Linked DNA regions of Mus musculus: region 2 is linked to region 1. The links are chromatin contacts, called in public promoter capture Hi-C maps. All regions are on one chromosome and are shown on one strand. The core of a region is the stretch at or near the end of the contact, and the rest is flanking DNA. Distances in the headings are between cores, read along the strand shown. Region 1 overlaps Pigk (phosphatidylinositol glycan anchor biosynthesis, class K). Region 2 overlaps Acadm (acyl-Coenzyme A dehydrogenase, medium chain).

Region 1 (6,344 bases), core at 938-3,437:
CAGTTTCTGCCTATTACAAATAAAGCTGATATGAACATAGTGGAGCACGTGTCCTTGGGGTATCTTTTGAGTATATACCAAGGAGTGGTATTGCTGGGTCTTCTGGTAGAAGTAGTTCCAATTTTCTGAAAAACTGCCAGAAAATTTCCCAGAGTGATTATACCAGTTTGCAACCCCAGCAGTAATGGAGGAGTGTTCCTCTTTCTCTGTATCCTCACCAGCATGTGCTGTTACTTGCCTTTGTGATCTTGGCCATTCTGATTGGTGTAAGGTGGAATCTCAGGGTCATTTTGATTGATGACTAAGGATGTTGAGCGTTTCTTTAGGTGCTTCTCAGCCACTCAAGATTTGTAGAGAATTCTCTTGTTTAGTTCTTATCTTAGTTAGGGTTTTACTGCTGTGAACAGATACCATGACCAATGCATCTCTTATAAAGACAACATTTAATCAGGGCTGGCTTACAGGATCAAAGGTTCAATCCAGTATCATCAAGGTGGGAGTATGGCAGCATCCAGGCAGCTAGGATGAGGGTCTTAAAGCCTATGCCCACAGTGACACACCTACTTCAACAAGGCCTCACCACTCCCTGGGCTGAGCATATACAAAACATCACAGTTCTTGATGGGTTATTTGGAATTTTTAGTCTAAATTCTTGAGTTCTTTATATATTTTGGATATTAGCCCTCTCTTGGATAAAGAATTGGTGAAGATCTTTTCCCAATCTGTAGACTGCCATTTTGTCCTTTGCCTTAAAGAAGATTTTTCAGCTTCATGAGGTCTCATTTACTAATTCTTGACCTTAGTTTCTAAGCCATTGGTGTTCTGTTCAGGAAATAATTTTCTCTTGGGCCAATGTGTTCAAGGCTGTTTCTCACTTTCTCTTCTATTAGATTCAGTGTATCTGGTTTTACGTTGAGGTCTTTGATCCATTTGGACTTGAGTTTTGTGTGGGGTGAGTTGGGATATGGAACCTGAAGGGACCACCTCCAGTAGCCAGACAGGACCACCAGTGGAGGAATGGGTACACCAAACCACCTACATAATTTCTGACCTAAAATTGGTTCTATCTAACAGAAATGCAGGGACAAAGATGGAGCAGAGACTGAAGGAATGGCTGATTAGTGACTGGCCCATTTTGAGACCCATCCTATGGGCAGAGACCAATCCCTCACACTATTAATGATGCTATATACTATGTTGTGTTTGCAGACAGGAGCCTAGCATAGCAGCCCTCTGTGAGGCTCTACTCAGCAACCGAGACAGATGTAGATAATGACAAACATTGGATGGAGGTCAGGGACCACTGTGAAAAAGGCAAGGACTGAAGGCCCTTAAGGAGATGGCAACCCCACAGGAAGACCAACAGTGTCACCCAACCTGGACCCCTGGGAGCACCCAGAGACTAAGCCACCAAACAAAGAGCATATATGGGCAGTTCTGAGTCTCCCTATACTCTGGCCTCAAAGGGAGTGGATGCGGCTAGTCGTGCAGAGACGGGATGAACAAGGATGGAGGGATATTGAGGGAGGGCTGCCCTCTCAGGGGCAAAGGGGAGGGAGGAGAGAGGGGGACTGGGATGGGGAGGACAACATCTGGGATGTAATAAACCCATTCTCAGAACTGGATCTTTTATTCACTAGTCTCTGATGTCTAATGAGATATCATTTCTCTGTTATAACTCCATCTTACTTACACAGATACACCCCCCCCCACACACACATTTAATTTTTTTTTTAAAAGAAAGATACCTAGACATAGGCATTTGACTGCCAATGATGAAGAGGCAACTGGAAAATACAGATGGGAATGTACATACAGGGGACTGTAAGCAGCTTTTGATTTGGGAAAAATGTGCAGAACATCTGGAGCACGCTGCTGTGGAAAAGCACTCAGACAAGACTTAAAGGAAGCCAAGCAGCTGAGCAGGAGTGCCTGGAACTGACAGCAGCGTGAAGGGAGAGGAGACACTGTGAAAAAGTGTAGTTAGTAAGAAGAGGTGGTAAGGAGATCGCATTCATGAACACACACACACACACACACACACACACACACACACACACACACACAAACAGGGAGAGGAGGAAAAAAGCCAGATGAACTAGCACGATGAAGCATTTAGCAGAGAGCATATTGCTCTGAGAACTTTAGTAGTGAAGGTCTGAACACACTGTGAGGGAAAGGAGCTCCCAGATGGGATGCGTGTGACCAGCTCTCAGGGTGTAGGCCTCAGCCTCTGAGTCTAGGTGAGTGGAAGGGCAGAACCTGCCAAGTGGCAGGGGGTAGATGTCAGATGGAATTGGTCCAGAGCCTGGTTCATTTCCAGATCACTAAGCTTCCGTTGGCACAGTAACTAAAAGTGAAAGTGCTTGTGTGGAGTCCGTATCGTGTGGCTCTTAAATGGGACTTGTTCTTGTTTCTTCCCTGGTAGCAGTTCTCTCAGGAACCACTCTAGAACCATGTTACTCTTTAGGAAAGAATCCTACCTTCTCACCCCACCCCCCAATCCGGGGAGCACCTCCAGGCACAGCACATGATGATGGTCTCAGTTACTATTGCTTAGCAACTGCTCCAACTCGACACTGTTTCTCTAACTGCAATATGCTCATGGTTCTGGGCAATCAGGAGATGGTGCCATGGGTTGGCTGGGGTCTGGACTGGAGCAACGCTTCTCCACAGGGCTCAGTTCCTCAGGGATGGTGGCTGGGCCTAGAGGCCCGAGAGACAGCAGGGCATATGTATGGGTCACCTTCAATGGCCTCACTCCAGAATGGGCAGTACTGTTCTACTGAGTAGAAGAAGTGTCTATCCAGCCCAGATCCGAGGAGTGAGAGACTGTATTACAGACTCTACCTCCTGATGTGAGAAGCATCATTGAATTTGCAGTATTGCCCATAGTAAACACTACATAGATGTCTGTTTCCAGCAATTACAACATTTTGGAAAAGCAAAGGAAGTCAGAGTGGTGTGCAGTCCTGGAACGTCTACACAGAACTCAGAAATAGTGCTGCAAACTTGATCAACCTTAAAGAATGCTGCTCGCAGCTGTGCTACAGCAAATACTGCAGTCTTGTTCAATCTCTCCATAGGAGATAAAACAGCATTCGTGTTTACTGCATTCATGTCACTACCCACAACAGCCAAGGTAAGGAGCCAGTGAGATGTCTATCAGCCAGTGAGTGGACAAAGGCAATGCACTGTATGATCTGAGCCAAACTGCACCATCTAGAGGGAAATGAATGGAATTGGAGACCTCGGTGTTAAGTGAAATAAGCCACTCAGAAAGTCAAATGCTACACACTCTCTCCTGGGCAGACTATATACTTAAATACATCTAAAGAGAAATATAGGAGTGATGTGAAGGTAGGTGTATGGGGAGGAGACGAGGCCTGGGGCAGGCAAAGACCAAGAGTGGCATGTTCTCTCACCTGCAGCAGTGAGCCAAGGTCACACAACTTTTCATACAGCTCCTCCATTTTGGTTGAACTGTGACGATTCCAGAATCCAAGGTGATCTGGCCAAGGTAATTAGGTCTCTAGAACCAGAGACCTATTTCTCTCAACGTCTTCTCTGCTCACTTGCTCCAGTAATGGCCAACCCGGAAAGACCTTGACCTAACGTTCTGTGACTGTGTGAGTACTCACTGCTTACCCTAGCTAAGGCCACCTAGGGCCAAACCAGCAAACCTTTCCATACAGTTCCCCTCCCTCTTCCTCTCAAGTATTTAAGAGGAGACTTTTACTCTGTCATGCTGATCTGAGCTCTCCTTGGAGCCTCTGTATGCTGTTGCCTGTCTATCTGTGACATTAATCTCTTTTCTAATACATAAATGCATATAACATAAAATGATAATTATAAATACATACATACATACATACATACATACATACATACATATCATAACATATGCTATATGTGTCTCGGTGTCACCCTTGAATCTAAAACCTGAAACCTTCTCATGTGCATATGTGTGACACCGAAGTGAGATTATTTGGGGTGAGGCAGTGAGGGCTGAGGGAGCAAAACCCAGTGATAGGTGCACACACACAGTTAAACAAAGCCAAGTGTTTCACAGCACATGTCCAAGACAGTAAAGATTTCTGCACATAAGGAAGGGGTACGGGAGCCCCGCAACCCCTGAGGTGCTGACCAGCAGCCGTGCAGAGGTGTGCTGGCCAGCAGTTGGCGTGCGGGCCCGGGCTCCCCTGAGGTGTGCTGGCCAGCAGCTATGCAGGCCACAGACAGCAGTTAAGGCCCTGAGGTTCTGAGTGAAACTGTGAAGCAGTGAAGCTGGTGCCACAGAGCAGAGCTGGATTCTGGTCACGGCTTCAAGGCTGTATCTTGCACTGTGTTTACAAAATATCTTTCACAAGTTAGAACAGCATCTACCATAGATGGGCTTAATTTTGGTACAAAGAAATAGGAAAGGATAATATGTTAATTCATATTTGTTGTAAAGATTCCAGAAACGCAAGCATCAGAACTTTGAATGATGATTCCCACAGTAACTGTAACTGCTACACAACATGCATAATGGAAGCCACGTTAGCAGCACGGACCTTGACAGAAAGCACTGGGTAAGCAGGAGGGGATGAGTTATGCCTGCTGTGGGGCTCCTCACTTTCAAGCAGCAGAGAATATATAAAAATCGAAACCATAAATGCATACATTATTTTGAGGTTTACTTCTAATTTTTGATTCAATTTTATCACCTTTGCATCCAAACTACATTTTCCTTTTATAAGCTGCAAATAAATGTCTCGTGAGGGTGAGGGTGAGGCTGGAATCTGCAACATTCAGCCTGGGTATCTTTTCCTCACACACGCTGCCTGCCAGGTATAGCCCTGCTGTGCCTTGCACTCTCTGAAATGCTAGGACATGTCTGCAGAGGTCCATTGGTCTACTTCCCTGTTCTCAAACCTCAACACCACCATGGGGCAGAAGAGAAAAAATACCAGTAGAACCAGGAATATCACAGAGCAGCTTAAGAAGGCACCGAAGCCCAGTAGAGGAAGAAACCAGTTACCATGGCTGTCCCCCCGTGTGTGCCTAAGCAGCAGTGAGAGCAAGCGCACAGCATATTTACAACTTCCGAAATGTTCAGTGACAGCATATCTCATCCGTCCTGCCACACTGAGAGGTAAGCACTTCCCTTCGGCTCTTTGGGACTCTCAGAATATATTTAGGATATGTGTTATTTGCTGTATATACTCACGATTTACTTACAGAGCAGCTTCATGGAAGAAGATTACAGCTATAAGCAGACGTTTTAAGTTTTTTCTTTCAACTGTATTCTGAAAAGTCAAAAAGTGAAAGAGAAGCAGACAAGAACAAAAACCACCACAACAAACACCCTTGCCCTCTGAAAGTGTGCTGGGGTAAATTGATGCTGCGTGCTACTCTCAGCCTCTGAGGGTGAGCTCTGCTTCCCAGAAGCCTTCACGGCCAGGACATGCTCACTACATTCAGAGAAATGACTTTGGCTCAAGGGCAGTCCTCACTCTTACGGTCCTCCTGCTCCACCCAACCACGTCTCCAGTACGTTGCATCACGGTCTGGAAGGCACGCGGTCAGACTGTCTCTTATTACAAGAGCTAGTCACTCAAACTTCTGCTTGATCTCCTTCTGTGCTCACAGGGACACTTCTTTATGTAGCCAGGTGAAAGTTTCCTTTTTCTTTTATATAACACACCAACAAAACTGTCCATTAAGCTAAAAACTCAGAGCGCGAGAAACTTTGGTTTTACCTGCACCAGACTGTCAATGAAGAGATGATGGTCACTCTGTTGCCTGTGAGAGAATGCTTTGCTTATAACCATGGTACAATGTTTTAAACGCTAACTGGTAAGGAGGTCAGTGGATTAGTAAAGGAAGGAGTGGTTCTCAACCTTCCAAATGCTGCTTCTCATGTTGCAGTAACCCCAGCCACAAAGTTATTTTGTTGCTACTTTGTAACTGTAACTTTGCTACTGTTATGAGTTGTAATATAACTATCTGATATGCAGGCTATCTGACATGAGACCACTGGGAAGCGACCACTCCACACCCTAAAGGGATTGCAACCCACCATTTGAGACCACTACTCTAAAGGCTTACTGCACAAGAAAGGTTTTCTTTTCCTTTTAAAGTTTTTATTGATTCTGAGTTTCCCATCATGCACCCCAGTCCCACTCATCTCCTTGTCCCCTCATATCCACTCTCTACCCTTGCAATCTCCCCCCAAATAAAAAACAAACAACAAATAAAAAGCAAAGCATAGAAACATTTCATCGAGGAAGCTGTGGTGTCACAGTGAGTCTCACAGTAAACCTTCTGTCCACACATCTTTCCTTGTAAATGTCCACTGC
Region 2 (6,305 bases), core at 1,744-4,243, 1.1 Mb before region 1:
AAAGATGGGACCTTTGTGCAGAACACCTTCATGACAGCTGTAGATGTGGGCATAGCCAGGCTCCGCCCTCCTTCCCAGAGGACCTGCACAGGCCTTGCTTAGGGCAGGTAAGGCCCTGTGACGTGGGTGGATGACTCACAGTCCCACAGCAACACAGATCATCTGTAACTTGAAAGCATGTGACAATGTCAATCAGTGTCAGCTGGGGGCTGAGAGAGTGTCAGATAGGGCAGTGCTGTATAGGAACACCCAATCCCAAGGCCCACAGGAGGTCTCAAAGGTGACACAATAGAGGACAGAAATGGCATGAGTTGTCCTGTCGAGAGCTCACAAGCCAGACTTGGGATTACGACACAGACTGAAATGCTTTTGCGAAGTGGAGTTCTCAGCGAGAACTCTGAGGGATGAAGGATGTCTGCATCTATGGCATAGGAGGCATTGTGGGAACCAAACCAGATCTGAAGATTACTTGAGCAAATTATCTTCTTACCCCATGTGGGAAGGTTTGAATTAGCTGGTCAGATGTTGGAGTTGGTCTCCCTTAGGCTAAACTGGAAGAACACATTTTAACTGAGACATAAAACAGGTTTCTAAGGCAACCTTCGGTTTATAGGATCTTCTGTTGTGTCCAGATCTCTTTAGAAATGTGTTGCTTGACTATGTGAAATGTATATAACTTTTGCTGGGCATGGTAGTGCGGCGTCCCTTCAATCCCAGTACTGCAGAGGCCGAGGCAGGAGGATCACAAATTCTAGCCCAGTGTCAACAGCATACTGAAACTCTGTCTCAAAAAAGGGACAAGGACGGGACTTGTCTTTTAGGTTGTGGAAGTTAAAGTCTGGACTCTACTTGCTGTTTACTCTAGCCTGTGCTGACTACAGAAACCAAGGCCCAACCAAATCTGTGATTTACTGATAGCCACAAAGGTAGAGGCTAACCTGAGATGAGTGATCTCGTGTCCTTTACTAACAGACTTGGAGGATTTTTGCCTGCGACATTTCTGATTGCTGTATTACTCTATGTTTTAAGGAGAAGATACTGAAGGCTGAGTGCGATTTACAAATAGACGGCTAAGCCCATGTTTACACAGGACATGAGCACTGTGGGTCATCACACTTGTCCCCAGAGATCGGCCTTGGCATGTGTATGTAGCGGATCACGCTCTCCCCCATAGCGTCGGTTTCTGGCAGACTCGGGCCAAGCCTGACTGTCTCTGCTAACTGGAAGGAACCTTAGGGCAGTAGCAAACTGGTGTGACAACTGATGTCTCAATGTTTCTAATCTCATTCTCACTTAGGAAAACTGAATCAATATTTATAACTGAATGCACACTGTACAGTAGGTAATGATAAATATCTACCCCTGGGGATTCACTTTCTTGTATAGATTATTTCTAGCATAGATTATCAGCTACTTAGCCTCCTAAAAATATACTCTTTTAAACAAATGGCCATTTGCAAGTCTGAGAGATTCACGTTATCAGACCTGTTTGTGCTACTCTTTGCTTCTCGATCCCTCTCTGTCCTCTCACCCTCCCCGCTCTCTCGCCACGTGCTCATGGCCGGCCTCTTCCTCTCTACTCCTCTGCCCTCTCTCTGCCTTTCTGTCTCTACTGCCCTCTCAACTCCCCTCCCCATGCCCTAAATAAACTCTATTCTATACTTTTTTTTTAAAGATTTATTTATTATTATATGTAAGTACACTGTAGCTGTCTTCAGACACGCCAGAAGAGGGTGTCAGATCTCATTATGGGTGGTTGTAAGCCACCATGTGGTTGCTGGGATTTGAACTCAGGACCTTTGGAAGAGCAGTCAGTGCTCTTGCCCACTGAGCCATCTTGCCAGCCCCTATTCTATACTTTAAAAAAAAAAAAATGTTTTGTGTCCTAGAAATTTTGTGCTTTGACATAGATCTAAGAAGCTTTTTAGTTTCTGTGGTTTTAGTTTATTTGAGTTAACAAAGTCTAGTTATGTAGAACTTTAAGTTAGTGCTGTTTTCAGTTTGTGAAATACCGTTTTAGATTGGGCTGGCACATATTTCTAGAAAGATCCAGATTAGAAACCTGTGAGGCGGGGCTGGTGAGATGGCTCAGTGGGTTAGAGCACCCGACTGCTCTTCCAAAGGTCCAGAGTTCAAATCCCAGCAACCACATGGTGGCTCACAACCATCCGTAACAAGATCTGACCCCTTCTTCTGGAGTGTCTGAAGACAGCTACAATGTACTTACATATAATAAATAAATAAATAAAAAAAAAAAAAAAAAAAAAGAAACCTGTGAGGCTTTGCAGCCACGGGATCTCTTATACAGCTCGGCCCTGCCCTCGTAGCTGCAGAGGACGGGCAGAGACAGGAGTGTTTGGATTCTATGGAAGCTCAACTCACGGGGCAGGCACAACAGGCCCTGCCTTAGGAAATTCAAAAGGCACAAAGGAAGGATTGACACCAGCAGTGCTGTAACTCCTAAGTGTTTCTTATGCGACCTTCTCTCTAGGAACTAAACATGGGCCAGCGATGCTCTGACACCAGAGGAATTGCTTTCGAAGACGTCAGAGTGCCTAAGGAAAATGTGTTAATCGGTGAAGGAGCAGGTTTCAAGATCGCAATGGGTGCTTTTGATAGAACCAGACCTACAGTAAGCCGATCACTCTGTGGGACCTTTGTGGTTTTCAGCGACTAGGTTTATTTTAACATTGTATGTGTGTGTCTTTTTAAATGTCTACCTTATTTTAGTAATGGTGGAGAGGAGATTGTTGCTTGTCCTGTGTGTAGTTCATCTTTCACTGCTCAGTATAGAAACGAATTTAGCAGGCTCTAGAATATTCTTTGCTAGAATTCCAGAAAATTCATCCTTGTGTTGATCATTCCTGTTGGTTGTGGATCACTGTGTATTCTGCTACTCACTTAGCCTGGGTCCGTGGAAGGCTCCCTGGTTAAACAGCAATGACCTCACTAGGCTGTGAGCCTCAGTCTCACAGTTAGCTGATTGATTGATTGGCTGATTGGCAATGGGGATAAACTCAGGCTCTACTGAAAGCCAAACATGCCCTCTGTATTCCCAGCCTTGCCGTTACCTGTAATTTAAAAATAAACCCAAGCACGCTCCTCCCCGCCCCAGTGACGTCACTTCCTGTCTGTGTACTCCTTCGCTGGAATCAGGCCATAAGCTGTGTGGCTTGATGACAATGTGAATTTTTGCTTCACGTGATGCTCATCATGTTCTAGGTCGCAGCTGGCGCTGTCGGGCTAGCCCAGAGAGCTCTAGACGAAGCCACGAAGTATGCCCTGGATAGGAAGACATTTGGAAAGCTGCTAGTGGAGGTAATCTCCCTCCTTCCCTCCTTCCCTCTCGCTCTCCCTCTGTGTGTGTGTGTGTGTGTGTGTGTGTGTGTGTGTGTGTGTGTGTGTGTGTGTGAGAATGCGCATATAGCACATCTGTGTGGAGACCAGAGGACCACCCTGGTGTCCTGCTGCTCTTAGCAGTTTGGTTTGGTTTTGTTGATGTATCCTCTCCCACTGGCCTTGGGCTTGCACTTAGGTTAGGTGAGCTCAAGGCATCTGCCTGTGCCTGCCTCCATGGTGCTGGGATTCCTGGCACAAGCCTCACCATCCAACTTCTTCACATGGGTTCTGGGGATCTGAACTCCGGTCCTCACGCTTGTGTGACAAGCCTTTTCCTGACAGCCCTCTCTACCCAGCTCTTGAGGTGACCTTAGCACTATGCTTGCTTTGTTGACATTTGAAGACACGCAATGCGTCTAAATATTTAGAAGTTACTGCTAAAGAACAAAATAGTCTTCTCTATTTTGTGGGGAAGAAGATTCTAAGCTTTCATCACTGTTGCCTGTGAGAGCAGAGTTCCTTTTGGCTATGTCGCTCACAGTTGATCACTCTGTAAATTGTTAAGAAAAAGAATATAAGTATTACGTGCCGTCTGTATAACTGATACTCTGCTATAGGTCTTAGTGTGTGTCCTCAGTAAATATGTTTTTGGTAGGCCAGGCTGGCCTGACACTCACTGAGGTCCACCCGTCCCTGCCTCTTGAGTGCTGGGATGATGTGTGCCCCATCAGGACACGGGCACCGTTCAGCCTGGCTTCATGACTATCCCTGTGGGTCGTCAGAAACATCACTTCTTTACTTCTTTCTGCCTCAGCTCCCGCTTCAGTAAAGTGGAGTGGTGGAAGATGACTCCCTGTCTGGATCCATCTGATGCCATGGCTCTGGGCTTTCCTCTGCACGGAGCTCCATGCCTCCATGTGCAGGGGTCTTCTGTCAGTCTGTCAGTGTCCGGCCATCCTCTCTGGCTTGATTCTCCCCACATATGCTCTTTCATCTCTTTCTTTCTTTCTTTCTTCTTTTTTTTTTTAAAGATCTATTTATTATTTATATGTAAGTACACTGTAGCTGTCTTCAGACACACCAGTAGAGGGCGTCAGATGTCATTACGGGTGGTTGTAAGCCACCATGTGGTTGCTGGGGTTTGAACTCAGGACCTTCAGAAGAATAGTCAGTGTTCTTAACCGCTGAGCCATCTCACCACCCCCACCCCCTCCCCCCTTTTTTCTTTTAAAATATTTATTTATTTATTATATGTAAGTACACCGTAGCTGTCTTAGACACTCCAGAAGAGGCATCTGATTTCGTTACAGATGACTGTGAGCCACCCTGTGGTTGCTGGGATTTGAACTCAGGACCTTTGGAAGAGCAGTTGGCGCTCTTAACCCCTGAGCCATCTCACCAGCCCCCCTTCCCCTTTTTTTAAGCCATTTATTTTATGTATGTGAGCACACTGTTGCTATCTTCAGAAACACCAGAAGAGGGCATCCGATCCCGTTACAGATGGTTGTGAGCCACCATGTGGTTGCTGGGAATTGAACTCAGGACCTCAGGAAGAGCAGTCAGTGCCCTTAACCACTGAGCCATCTCTCCAGCCCCCTTTCATCTCTTTCAAATCCCTCTAACTGAGCCTCCAGCTCACACGTAACCTCCCAGCATTACCTCGTACATGGTGTGGCGATGGCGGGCTCCTTACTCTCACCGCAAGCTGTTCCACCTGAGATAGAGTTGAGTCACTCGTTTACAGATTCTTTCCTTTGTACGGAAAAGAGGCTCTGCAGTTTCTACTCTCGGGAACATTTACTTTGGAGATCAGTTATTCATCATAGAACAAACACTTAACAGAGGATACAGAGCCAAGATTTAAGTCCCCAAATGAAACCTATAAGGTGGAGTTACCAAAGTCAAAGGAGAGAGGGTACTACGTGTTGAACATGTCACAGAGAGCAACTCTTCTTATGAATCACATGCAGCAATCAATAAAAGCACCTACTTTGGACCCATATTTTTTTAAAAACGCTATCCCTGGGGCTGGAAAGACAGCTCAGCCAGTTAAGAGCACTGGCTGCTCCTCGAGGGGACATGGCAGCTCACAGCTGTCAGTAGTTACTCCAATCCCAGGGAACGTCACACCCGGCACGCATGTGGTGCTCATGTCTGTGCGTGCAGCCCGAACACCCATACACATAAAGTAAATAAATCTTAGGAAAAAAAGATAGCACTAAGATAGCACCTGTGTCACATCTACCCTTCGCTTCAGCACTACGCAGAAATAAGCAAAATATTAACGACCCACGGAAGAGGGATGGAGTCTGAGCAACTACAAAAGCTCGGAGAATTCTTCATGCATTGATACAGCTGGGTACGATTTACTGACCAGAAAAGCAGAATGAAAAACTATCAGCCCGGGCGGCATTTGCATTCCAGTGTGTACACTGCCTCTGCAAAGAAAACAGACTGATACCATTGCTTACCTGCTGGGAGGGGGCTGGGTGGGTGGGCAGTAGGCAGGGATGACTGAAAGGAGGGGAAATGTTTACCAAGTATCCCTTTACTTTTGGAACATTTACTTGGTGGATATTCTGTCTATTCAAAAGTTAGATTCTAGCCAGACATAGTGGACCATGCCTTTAATCCCAGCACTCAGGATGCCAGTGCAGGTGACCCCATGTTTAGACCAGCCTGGTCTACATAGCGAGTTCCAGGACAACCAGGGCTACATAAAGAGACCTTGTATGGAAAAATAATAATAAGGGTATGGGGGACTTTTGGGATAGCATTGGAAATGTAATTGAGGAAAATACTTAATTATATATATATATATATATATATATATATAAAGAAAATAATAATAATAATTGATCTAGAGAGGTGACTCAGTGGTTAAGAGCACACGATGCTCTTGTAGAGGCCCTGGGCTCTTACCACCACCCACCTAGCCGCTCACAACCGTCTGTAACTCCAGTTGC

The links. Capture Hi-C pulls out chosen DNA fragments and counts their contacts.
Region 2: a promoter capture Hi-C map of liver shows a contact between it and region 1, with 3 times the contacts expected there. The contact joins two enhancer-like sites. A contact is called at or near these places in 1 of 39 promoter capture datasets (cranial neural crest), 2 of 115 datasets of contacts at active chromatin or transcription factors (astrocytes and pancreatic cancer cells) and 1 of 9 other capture datasets (liver).

What each region holds. Positions count from the first base shown.
Region 1 is chr3:152,788,789-152,795,132 of GRCm38.p6, reverse strand. It overlaps Pigk (phosphatidylinositol glycan anchor biosynthesis, class K), which reads right to left. Exons shown (of 11, transcript NM_025662.5): 11 at 6,118-6,344. Among named protein-coding and RNA genes, the nearest start is that of Gm40181, 36 kb to the right of the region's middle. Within about 2 kb of position 2,187, at least 20 of the 459 cell types and tissues checked have an H3K27ac peak or open chromatin away from gene starts, as enhancers often do. A contact at or near this core is called in liver, where this site is marked.
Region 2 is chr3:153,926,544-153,932,848 of GRCm38.p6, reverse strand. Acadm (acyl-Coenzyme A dehydrogenase, medium chain) reads left to right here. Exons shown (of 12, transcript NM_007382.5): 9 at 2,492-2,632; 10 at 3,223-3,318. Among named protein-coding and RNA genes, the nearest start is that of Acadm, 15 kb to the left of the region's middle. Within about 2 kb of position 2,993, at least 15 of the 459 cell types and tissues checked have an H3K27ac peak or open chromatin away from gene starts, as enhancers often do. A contact at or near this core is called in liver, where this site is marked.